Regions from separate parts of the Oryctolagus cuniculus genome. Here region 1 is linked to region 2. A link is a contact called in public Micro-C data. All regions are on one chromosome and are shown on one strand. The core of a region is the stretch at or near the end of the contact, and the rest is flanking DNA. Distances in the headings are between cores, read along the strand shown. Region 1 holds the start of CDKAL1 (CDK5 regulatory subunit associated protein 1 like 1). Region 2 holds the start of E2F3 (E2F transcription factor 3).

The links. A called contact is a pair of places that touch in the nucleus more often than the background predicts.
Region 1: a contact with region 2 is called in a Micro-C map of ear pinna, with 9 times the contacts expected there. The contact joins the promoter of CDKAL1 here to the promoter of E2F3 in region 2. A contact is called at or near these places in 4 of 6 Hi-C or Micro-C datasets (ear pinna, psoas muscle, skin fibroblasts and 1 more).

Annotation. Positions count from the first base shown.
Region 1 is chr5:147,851,282-147,856,685 of mOryCun1.1, reverse strand. It overlaps CDKAL1 (CDK5 regulatory subunit associated protein 1 like 1), which reads right to left and starts at 2,370. Exons shown (of 16, transcript XM_008262511.4): 1 at 2,186-2,370; 2 at 1,406-1,449.
Region 2 is chr5:147,718,275-147,723,707 of mOryCun1.1, reverse strand. E2F3 (E2F transcription factor 3) reads right to left here and starts at 2,716. Exons shown (of 7, transcript XM_051854994.2): 1 at 1,970-2,716. The coding sequence starts at 2,353.

The DNA of each region.
Region 1 (5,404 bases), core at 1,121-3,620, 130 kb before region 2:
CAAATTCCAGCTTCCTGCTAATGAATGCCCTGGGAAGCAACAGATGATAGCTCAAGTACTTGGGACCCTGATACCCACATGGAAGACCCAGATAGAGTTCCCAGCTCCTGGCTTCCGTCTGGCTCATCCCCAGGTGTTGCCATCAATTGAGGAATCAACCAGTAAGTGGGAGTAAAGATAGAGAGAGGGGTCTCCCTTTCAAATAAGTTAAAACTTTAAATATGTGCAAATGACTTAAATAGACAGATCTCCAAGGAAAATATGAAAATGGCTGACAAGCACAAGAAAATCCAGCAAGGACATCCAAACCATACCTGGTATATTACTTCACATCCATGTGAATGGTATAACAAGAAAGATAATGACATTATTAATAGCATGTGGTTGGGGCCAGTTATTCCTCTGCCTGCGGCACTGGCATCCCATATAGGCACCAGTTCTAGTCCTAAGTGTTCCACTTCCAATCCAGCTCTCTGCTATGGCCTGGGAAAGCAGTAGAAGATGGCCCAAGTCCTTGGGCCCCTGCACCCACATGGGAGACCCAGAAGAAGCTCCTGGCTCCTGGCTTCGGATCAGCACAGCTCCTGCCATTGCGGCCATCTGGGGAGTGAACCAGCCGATGGAAGACCTCTCTGTCCTGCTCACTGTCTATAACTCTACCTCTCAAATAAAATAATTATCTTTAAAAAAATTAATAGCATGTGGTTTACATCACCATTACCCAGGGAGAATGAGACCAGTTAGAAGACAAAATACAAAATAAGGCATAAAGAACTCCAAATTTAACTGCCCAGGAGAACCACCTATAATGGAAACTAAGAAGCAGCCAGCAGAGAAAATCGGGGTCACAGAAGTCCCCCCAAAAAAGGTGGGGGGTGCATATTCAGAAAGCAGACACAATCAGTGCTGCTAAATGAAAATGAAAGGTTAAGCAATATAAATGAAAATATGTAAGGGGCAGCATTGTTGGCATAGCGAGTAAAGCCGCCGCCTACAATGTCGGCATCCCATATGTGCGCCAATTTGAGTCCCACCTGCTCCATTTCCCATCTAGCTCTGCTATGGCCTGGGAAAGCAGAAGAAGGCCCAAATCCTTGGGCCCCTGCACCCACGTGGGAGACCCGGGGGAAGCTCCTGGCTTCGGATCAGCACAGCTCCAGCTGTTGTAGCCAACTGGGGAGTGAACCAGCGGATGAAAGACCTCTCTCAGCCTCTCCTTTCACTGTGTAACTCTTTCAAATAAATAAATAAATCTTTATAAAAAAAGAAAAGAAAATATGTCTTGGATTTAGTGGTATGAAAATCATGTTTCCATGAAATGATAGTGGTAAATTTGCCAAGAAATTAAGCTATCTTTCTTCACATTCTAATTTGTAATATGCCACTCAAAAGGTTTAAAATCTACCTTGATTATTAGCAATTAGTCTCACGTCCTCTTGAAAGATGAGTCTGGAAAATAAAAACTGATTACAAAAAACAAGCACCCAGCAAGCTTACAAAACCAGTGTAAGGACTTAAAACTACCTAAAAGGAATCAGACTTCACCAGACAGCTTTATAGGGTAGGGTTAACGAAGTTCCACACCACTGCTGCTTACTGCTAACAGACAGGTGTGCCGCGATCTGCCAAGCCGGTGATCCAGCCTCTGACCCTAGGAATAGGTGCCACCCCACACTACAACACGTCAGCGCAATGCGTGTAAGCAGCTCCTACAAAACAGTAACAGGCACCGGGACAGGCACCCGGATCACCGTCCACCCAAAGACACGTGTTACCCCGAGAATCCGCAAGATTCCCTAAGTACAGGAGAACAAAAAGTGAAAGAGCAGAACAGCTGCTCCTCTGGCCAACTTCGGTTTAAATTCTTCATAAGATATCTCTGTGAAAGTTGGATGATTGAAGCCCTTGCCACTTCCCACAGGTTCACTAGCGTAGAAAGTGGGAGAACAATGAAGTTAAATCTAACCACTAAGAAGAGATCTCCTAACATCTGAGGTCAAAGACCTCTTCCTCACTGCCGGCAGCGCAATCTGCCTCCCATTCCCCCATCCCAGCTGGCGAGTTCCCTTCTAACTGCGGAACAAATAAGCAAATCGCCCAAGACTGAAAATACAGAAATAAAGGTTCGCCATTAAAGGGCCTCAGACTCCACTCCGCCCTGCTAGGATCTACTCGGCAGTCTTACCTTGCAGTCAGGAATTAACAACCGGCCCAAAACGAAAGCAAATCAACACTCTTCAGAAACTACGGACTTTACATGGAGCGCGCCATGACACCCACGTCCCGCCACGTTTATTTACGCATGCTCGGCGACGGTGTCCCGGAGAGGTCAAATTGCGTCATTGCTGAACGCGCCGGGTTCCGGTTTAATTCGATTAATAAGTTTCTTGGATTCCAGACAAAATACATTCATAGGTGTTTGGATTCTAGAATCTCTTCATAACTAACTTTTACGTAACTCTTATTGTCAGTCACTCTGCTAATCGCTTTACATAAACATTACCTCACTGTTTATTTATTATTACTATTTCTAAGCGTTTACAAAAGAGGGAACAGGGAGTTTTAAATACTTAGGCGAAGTTGCGCTTGAATCCCGTTTTGATTCCCAAAGAACCTAGTAGCTTCCTTAACCTTTGGGGAAAGTGGCTCTTTAGTAGGAAAAAACATTTAGTAGATTAAATGTAACGTAGATCATGCGACATCAAGCAAGTAATTTGAGATTTTTGTTTTTACTTAATTTTGGAATGCTGAGACAGCATGGAGGAAAACAGCGTTTATGGAGTATACTGATCCTAAATTGGTTGTTTTACCTATTGCTTCACTGTATTATTCTTGACTCAAGACACTGGTATTTGGTATTCTGCTTGCAGAAAGAACATCTCCACTTAAAAAAAAAAATGTGGAGACAATAGGCCACCAACAGGACTCAGAAATCGTGACTTTATGCCCAACTTTGGGTTTCACAGTGATTTGGGACAAGAACTTTACATTTTGCAAATACCTTTCTGAGCACAATTTCTTCTAATTAAAATACCCTCCTTTTCTCTGCTTACTCATACCCATAAGAATCCCAATGGCCTCCTGCAGTCCTCCTCCAACTCAGTAAAATTGTGTTGTCCCTGAGCTGCCTTCTTGCTTGTGATCCTACTGCCTGGCTCATAACCTTGCATACAATAGTGTCTTGGTAAACATATGTGAGTGAAAATCATGAAGTGAAATGCAGTAGTCCCTCCTAATCCCAATTCTGTTTTCCGAGGTTTCAGTTATCCACAATCAACCACAATCCAAAAATATTAAATGGAAAACTCCAAAAATAAATAATCCATAAGTTTTAGACAGCTTTTGTTAGACTCCTTTGCTATAATTATGATATTTTGTTATGTTATTGTTCATTTGTTTCTTGCCTGATTTATAAATTAAACACTATAATAATAATTATATATGTTTAGAAAAATAGTATATAACTGTATAGGGGTCAATACTATTGATGGTTCAGGCATCCAGCGGGGAGTCTTAAAAGGTGTCCCCTGTAGATAAGGGAGAGCTCCTGTAAATTAGCCTCTGGTTGTCTTTGGACTGATACTGACTTTTCTCCATGTAATCTAACCACTAGGGGTCAGAGTGCTATACTTGTAACATCAGCTCTCCTATTCCAACAATTTACACAAATAGGTTTGAGTCAATTCTATAATGAATTTTATCTTTTCATGCTTACACTCTCAGTACAAGTGTTTGGGAGCTATACAAGGGCCCATGGCCCAGGCCAGAGCAATGGGAACACCGCATGTAAATCAAACAAGGCCAGCGTGAATTCTGGGCTCTCCATCAGCTGCCAGAATGTGGGGCTGAACCTTCCAGGCTACCATGTGCAGAACCTGCCTGAGACCAGAACGATTCCAGAGGAAAGCATAGTTGAGCAACGAATGGAGTAGTCAGTAAGCTCTAAACACAACTGGAAGCTCTTACTTTCAGCCAGCTTTATTCTGAGCAGTTTTGTGAAGAAGTAAGTCCTCCCTTTTTTCTTAAGATAATTAAAATGGATTTCTGTCCCCTCCAAATGAAAAAAAAATCCCAAATTTCTTATTGCTACATATTCTCTTCTTAAAAAAAGGGGGGTGGGGGTGGGGCTGGCACTGTGGAGTTAGGCACGGCATCCCATATGGGTGCTAGTTCGAGTCCCAGCTGCTTCTCTTCCCATCCAGAAAACAGAATATGGCCCAAGTACTTGGGTTCCTGTACTCACTTGGGAGACCAGGAAGACGATCGTGGCTCCTGGCTCCTGGCTCCTGGCTTCAGATCAGCATAGCTCTAGCCATTGCGGCCATTTGGGGAGTGAACCAGCAGATGAAAGAACTTTCTCTGTATCTCTCCTTCTCTGTAATTCTATCTCTCAAAGAGATAAATAAAATCAGTGGAGGATGGCCCAAGTGTTTCAGCCCTGCACCCGCATGGGAGACCAGGAGGAGGCACCTGGTTCCTGGCTTCGGATCGGTGCAGCTCAACAGCCGTGGCGGCCATTTGGGGGGTGAACCAACGGAAAGGGAGGACCTTTCTGTCTCTCTCTCTAACTCTGCCTGTCAACAAATTAATTAATTAATTAAAATTAAAATTAAAAAAAAAATTTCCTGACAGAGAGTTCCCATCTACTGGTTCTCTCAAATGCCCTCAGCAGCCTGAGTGGAAGCCAGGATCTAAGAGCTTATTCAGTCCTCGCATGTGGGTGGCAGGGACCCAATTACTTGAGCCATGACCTGCTGGCTCCTAGGATGCACATTAGCAAGAAGCTAGAGTCAGGAGCAGAGCCAGGTATCAAACCCAAGAACTCCAATATGGGACACAGTATCCTAACCAATGTCTTAACCATTAGACCGAACACCTGCCCCTACATATTCTCTCTTCTTAAAAAATATACTTTATTTATTTGAAAGAGTTATGGTGGGGGTAGAGAGACAGAAACAGAGACAAGGAGACCTTCATCACACGTTCAATCCCCAGATGGCCACAATAGCCAGTGCTCATTTGGTCTGAAGCCAGGAGCCAGGACCTTCCCGGTCTCCTATGTGGCGGCAGAGGCCCAAGCACGATGCTTTCCCATGTGATGAGTAAAGAGCTGGATTGGAAGTGAAGCAGCTGAGACTCAGTCTGGTACCCATATGTGATCTCCATGTCACAGACAGTGGCTTTACCCACTATGCCACAACACTGGCCCCTATGTATTCTCTTGATGATTAAAAAATAATAATTTGCATGTGCTATCTAACTCCTTGATTGCTTGTAAGTATCTGTGGGAAACAGACACATAATGTTTTCTCTGTCCTTCAGTAATATATGACTCTATAAATTACAAAGCTGCAGGGGTCGGCACTGTGGTGCAGTGGGTTAACGCCCTGGTCTGAAGTGCCGC
Region 2 (5,433 bases), core at 1,467-3,966:
GAAAAGCAGTTAAGATCCAACCAGAGGAGACATCGGAACAGTAGGCAAAGAAAAACCTTGATTATTCCCAAACGCGTGCCACGTCCCAAGGTGCTGCCTAGAGGCAGACTCTGTGGAAGAGCCCTGCAAAATCTTGATCCTCCAGAAAACGAGCCCACTGGGGGCTGAGACAAGAGGAGCTCCACGCCGGGTATTAGCGGGCAAGCCTTTATCCAGCGGAGTCGGGTCCGGTTCTAGCCTCGCCACGAGGGTGAACGCCAGCAGCAGGCATGGAGGCAGGGGAGGGAGAGAGAAAAGGGAGAGAAGGGGGAGACCTCCGGGCCACGCTTCTTTCTGGTACCAACAAAAAGAGAAGCCGCATACTGACCTAAATCATCCCTCAAAGGCGCTTTATAAATGACGGGGACAAAGGGAGGGGGTGGCGGGTGGCCTGAGTACCCCGCAGACACCCTACCCTCTGACCCGCCCCCTCCCCCTCCAGCACCGGGCCGGCGGACGCGAGGCAGGGCTCCGCTCGGCCCCCCGGGGCGAGGACCCCATCTAGCCGCCCCCCGAGGAGCAGCCCGCCCGCACCGTGCCCACCCCCCACCCCCACCCCGGGGCGCACCCTGCCGCCCCGGGGCTCGCGAAGCCCGAGGCCGGGGCACTGACTTAGTTAGATTTTTCTTGCTTACTCATTTCCCTCCAGCACCCAACCCCCCGTTCCCACTCCAAAACCCCGCGCGGCCTCGGCCCAGCCCCGCCCGGTGCCCGGTGCCCGCGGCAGCGGCGGCGGCGGCGGCCCCGACCGTCCCGGTCACTAACCTGCTGCTGTAAGGGCATTTCCGAAACCAGCCTGGCTCCGGGGAGGCGGGGGCCGGCTGCAGAGGGGGCCCGGAGGGCCGAGCAGACCGGCGGCGCCGGGCGAGGGCGGGCGCCGGCGGGGGTGGGGAGAGCGGCGGGAGGCGGCGGTGCCGGGGGCGGGTGCGAGGGCGCCGGGACCGTCCCAGGCCAGGGAGCCGGCGAGCAGGAGGAAGTGGGTGCCCCCTCTGCCCCTCCAGCGCCCCCTCCCGCCGCCGCCGCCTCCCCAGTCACAGGCGCGTCCTCCGCGCACGTGTGCGAAACGTCACCGGCGGGTCCCGGGGAGAGGGGGACAGACCCGGGCGGCGGGACGGGAACCGGCTGCCCCCGCCCTCCGCTGCCGCCGCCGCCGGGGGCGGGGAGGGGGCCAGGGCGGAGGCGGCAGGGGCCAGGGGAGAGGCGGGTCAAGGGCAGGCCCTGGGCCCGGCGAAGAAGGCCCGGGCGCTCGGGCCACGCGGGCGCCGCCAGGATGCGCCCAGGCCGTGCACCAGCCGGCGAGCCCCTGGCCCGGGCAGCCCACGCCCCAGCCCGCAGCGGCTTTGCGCCCCACCCCCCGGGCCCCAACCCCCCTCTGTCTTCCCCCAGCCCCTTTGTTGCCCGGAGTTACAGATCCCAAAATGTGTCAAGCGCAGCTCGGCCGGGCCCCCCTGCGCTGCGCGATCACGCCGCGGGAACCCCCCGGCCGCCCACGCCGGCGAGGGGGCGCGAGCACCCACCACCACGGCCGCCCGGTCTGCACCCCCGGGGTCCCCCCCCAGCTCCCCAGTTCCCTGCTCCCTCCCCCACACCCCCTTCTCCATCCGGGGCGTGACCCCTTCCTACGCCCGAGAAAGAGGAAGCTTAGAGTTGGAGGGGAGGGGAGAGTGCGTGGGGTGGGGGGGTTAGGGAAAAGTGCAGGGGAAGCAGGGTGGGGGGGCCCGCGAAAAGTTTGCGAGTGTTCGCCGTGGGTCGCACCGAGGCGGCCCCCCGGCGCTTGAGGCGGGACGCGCAAGTCCCAACAATGAGCCCCCGGACAAGGGCAGCCTCGAAGGCCCACGCGGCCCGGCCTGGCGCTCTCGCCCGCACCCACCCACCCACCGACCCACCGCGCGCGCCCTCCCGCCGGGGCCGGGCCGGGGGGAGCAATTACCGGAGGGCCGCCGCCGCCGCCGCTGCCGCCGCGTCCCGGCGCTGGCGCCTGCTGCAGCAGCCCGGCTCTGCTGGAGGGTCCGTGCGGCGTGGTGTAGAGGAGGCTGCCGGCCGTCGGCTCCGCGCCGGGGGCGCTGGGGAGGAGGGGGCCGGCGGCCACGGCGCCGCTCTGCAGGGAGGAGGAGCAGGAGGAGGTGGAAGTGTTCGTGGTGAGGATCTGGATGTACGCGCCCGGGGCGGCGGCGGCGGCGGCGAAGCCCGGGCTGGCTAGCAGTGCCCTTTTGTCCATGGCGGCGGCGGCGGCGGCGGCGACGACAGCCGCCCCCTCCCCACCCCCGGCGGTCACCAGGTACTGCTCCAGGGCGGGCTGGATCCCCTTTCTCATCTCTCGCTCCTGCTCTCTTTTTTGAGTGTTACGCTATATGAATGTATTGCTTTCAATGTCTTTATTATTTGCAGCCGGAGTTTCCAAGTCTCTCTCCTCTCTCTTTTTTCTTTTTTATTTTTCCGCACCGCACGGGCCCCAGGGGCCAAAAATAATCGGGGCTCTGGAGAGAGGAGGGTCCCGGCCGCACGGATATCAGACCCCGAGGACGGATGGAGGCGTCGGGGTCGGCCGATGCAACGGATTGCGAGGCGGCGGCGGCAGCCCGGGTGCTGCGGCCGGCAGCTGAAAAATGGCTCCAGGAAGCTGCTGCTGACAATGAATGAAGGGATACGGTTTACGCGCCAAGGTCCTCCCGCGAAACTCGGATTTCCCGCCGGCTTTTCAAACCATATTTGCATATCCCCGCCCCTCAACCCGCCGAGGACCGTTCCCACAGCCCATTGGGCCTCCGTCGCCTCCCTTCAGTCCCAATCGCGGAGCAGGGCCGCGATCGACTGCTTTCCATTGGCTGTCGGGCATCGTGGTTACCGGGGCGACAGGGGTCCTATTTGCATAGGCCTGTTTGATTGGTTGGGGTCAGGGCAGGTTTTTTTTTTTTTCTTGGAGGGTGGAGCAACACCTTCGCTGCTCTCCCACGGCTGACCACGCCTGCCTCGGGCCCCGCCCCGGCCCCGGCCGCCCGCGGGGTTGGCTCCCCTGACCGGGGCTGGCACTCAGATCTCTGCGCGCTGGATGTCAATCTAGCCGAGAGCGCAGGTTTCGCTTTTGCAAACTGTCAAGGTGACCACGGGGACACTTTGGGGAACAGCTCTTTGGCTGGTCAGGGCAGTGGATGAGCAACTGCATGCAGGAGATCCTCCCCAGATGTGCGCCTGGCAGGTGGAAGCTGAGCCCTTTAACTCGGGGCGCTCTCGAGTCCTGAGATCCAGCCCTCGCGGCCCCGACAGCGGAGGCTGACCGGTACACAGGACCGTGGGGGCAGGAGGTTCGGCTCACGGCCATGGCGGGCTCTACTTCGTTCCCGCTCCAGAGCTTTCCTGCTAGCTGCATTATCGGCCCGGGGTGGGTTTCGGTGGAAACTCACTCTTTTGGGCAAAGGACATCAAGTACCGCGGAGTTACTGGCAGGAGGCCACCCGACACTGTGCGGCCCAGAAGCACGCAGGGCAGTTCGTCAGGGCTAACCTAGAACTATGCAATCCGCGGGCAGTAATCCCAGGAAGGCGCTCGCTTCCAGGATGACGTGGTGATCTCGCGAGCTGCGCCCGCGCCGGCCCGCGCAGCCCGGGTTTCTTGGCAAGTTCGCCCCGGGAAAGCAAACTCCGAGCCGCCCAGACCGACGCCGGAAGATTTCAGAAGACTCTTTTTTTTTTTTTTTTTTTTTTCTAGTAAACTCGAAATTGTCGTCAAAAAATATTATGACATATTGTTGTCAAGTGGACTTCTGGATTGGTACAGCTCTTCACGGGCCTTAAAATTAAAAACTGCTCCCGTGAGACTTTTTTTTTTTTTTGCAGAAAAGAGACCCCTACAGGAATGTAGGGAAAGGTGTCTGTGTCCTTATCTACATTCCTGTCACTGCTAGGTGATGACGATGGCAATACCTTGAGCCCATTCACCAGACTTTCATAAATTAATTTTTCCCCAAAACTCATGTGCTCGGAGCCCCCCGAAACGCCCAACAGGATTCCTTAAATACCTCAGACCTGTTACCTTTTTTGAAACAGCAAACCTTGCACCAGTCTCAGAAATATTTTTGTCTTTCATTCAAGCTTGTTGAGGTTCTGTGGCCCAGAACCCAAACATTGCTTGACGCTGATAGGCTGATACTGTCTTTGGGGGGCATATTAGGTGGTATTTAAAGCCCATCGATTCCTGGGTGAGCCGGAGATAGTGTAGTAGCAACTTCTTTGATCTTGTCCCGTCAGTGTTGTTTCCCACTGTGGGTCACCATGGAGGAAACTAGCACTGTCACTTCTTGGATATCACCCTCTGCAGAATGGCGCTGGCAGCCTACATCATGGGGTCGTGGGGGAAGGCTGGTGCCACATGCACAGTCATTATGGGCCTGCATTTAACCATGAGAGAAGCCTGGGACTGGGACTGGGCACAGAGTCTGGGCTTGGGCTCCCAGTAAGTGATTGTAGCAGGATAAATGCAGCCACAAGAAAGCAAACGTTCACCACCCAGATCCACACCTGTGACCCTCGCTCAGAAAGCTTTGAAATATTTATCATTCGCCTTAGCAAGTTATATTTTTTTTCACATAGAGAAACAGATGTTTTGACATGTTTATGTCTGTTGAACCCTAGGATCAGGAAGTGGAGGGAGCGTTCAGGGAGAAGAGGTATTGGAAACAAGAGGCTAAAATCAGAGGTAGTCTATTCATTTGTGGAGAGGCAGCATGTTTTAGTAAAAAGAAAATGAGTTTTGGAGTCAGCGGGAGCTGGGTTCAAATTCTGTTCTGCCTCTGACTAGCTTTATAGTTTTAATCATTAAACAGGCCGGCGCCGCGGCTCACTAGGCTAATCCTCCGCCTAGCGGCGCAGGCACACCGGGTTCTAGTCCCGGTCGGGGCGCCGGATTCTGTCCCGGTTGCCCCTCTTCCAGGCCAGCCCTCTGCTGTGGCCAGGGAGTGCAGTGGAGGATGGCCCAGGTGCTTGGGCCCTGCACCCCATGGGAGACCAGGAAAAGCACCTGGCTCCTGGCTCCTGCCATCGGATCAGCGCGGTGCGCCAGCCGCAGCGCGCCGGCCGCGGCGGCCATTGGAGGGTGAACCAACGGCAAAGGAAGACCCTTCTCTCTGTCTCTCTCACTGTCCACTCTGCCTGTCAAAAAAAAAAAATCATTAAACAGCTTCCTCATATGTTAAAAACGAATCCATCTTTACTGCAAGGCTGTGATGAAAAGAGACAGTAACAGATAAAGTACAAGGGCATACAAGAGGCGCTTAATACAGAGTAACGATTGATGATTCTATTCTATTTGTGTGATCATGCTTTGCAGGTCCTTGGAGTCCAGTCTGACTCCTAGCCTTTAATCTTCCTAGAGCCTCTGGGGCAGCTTGGTTTTGTCCCA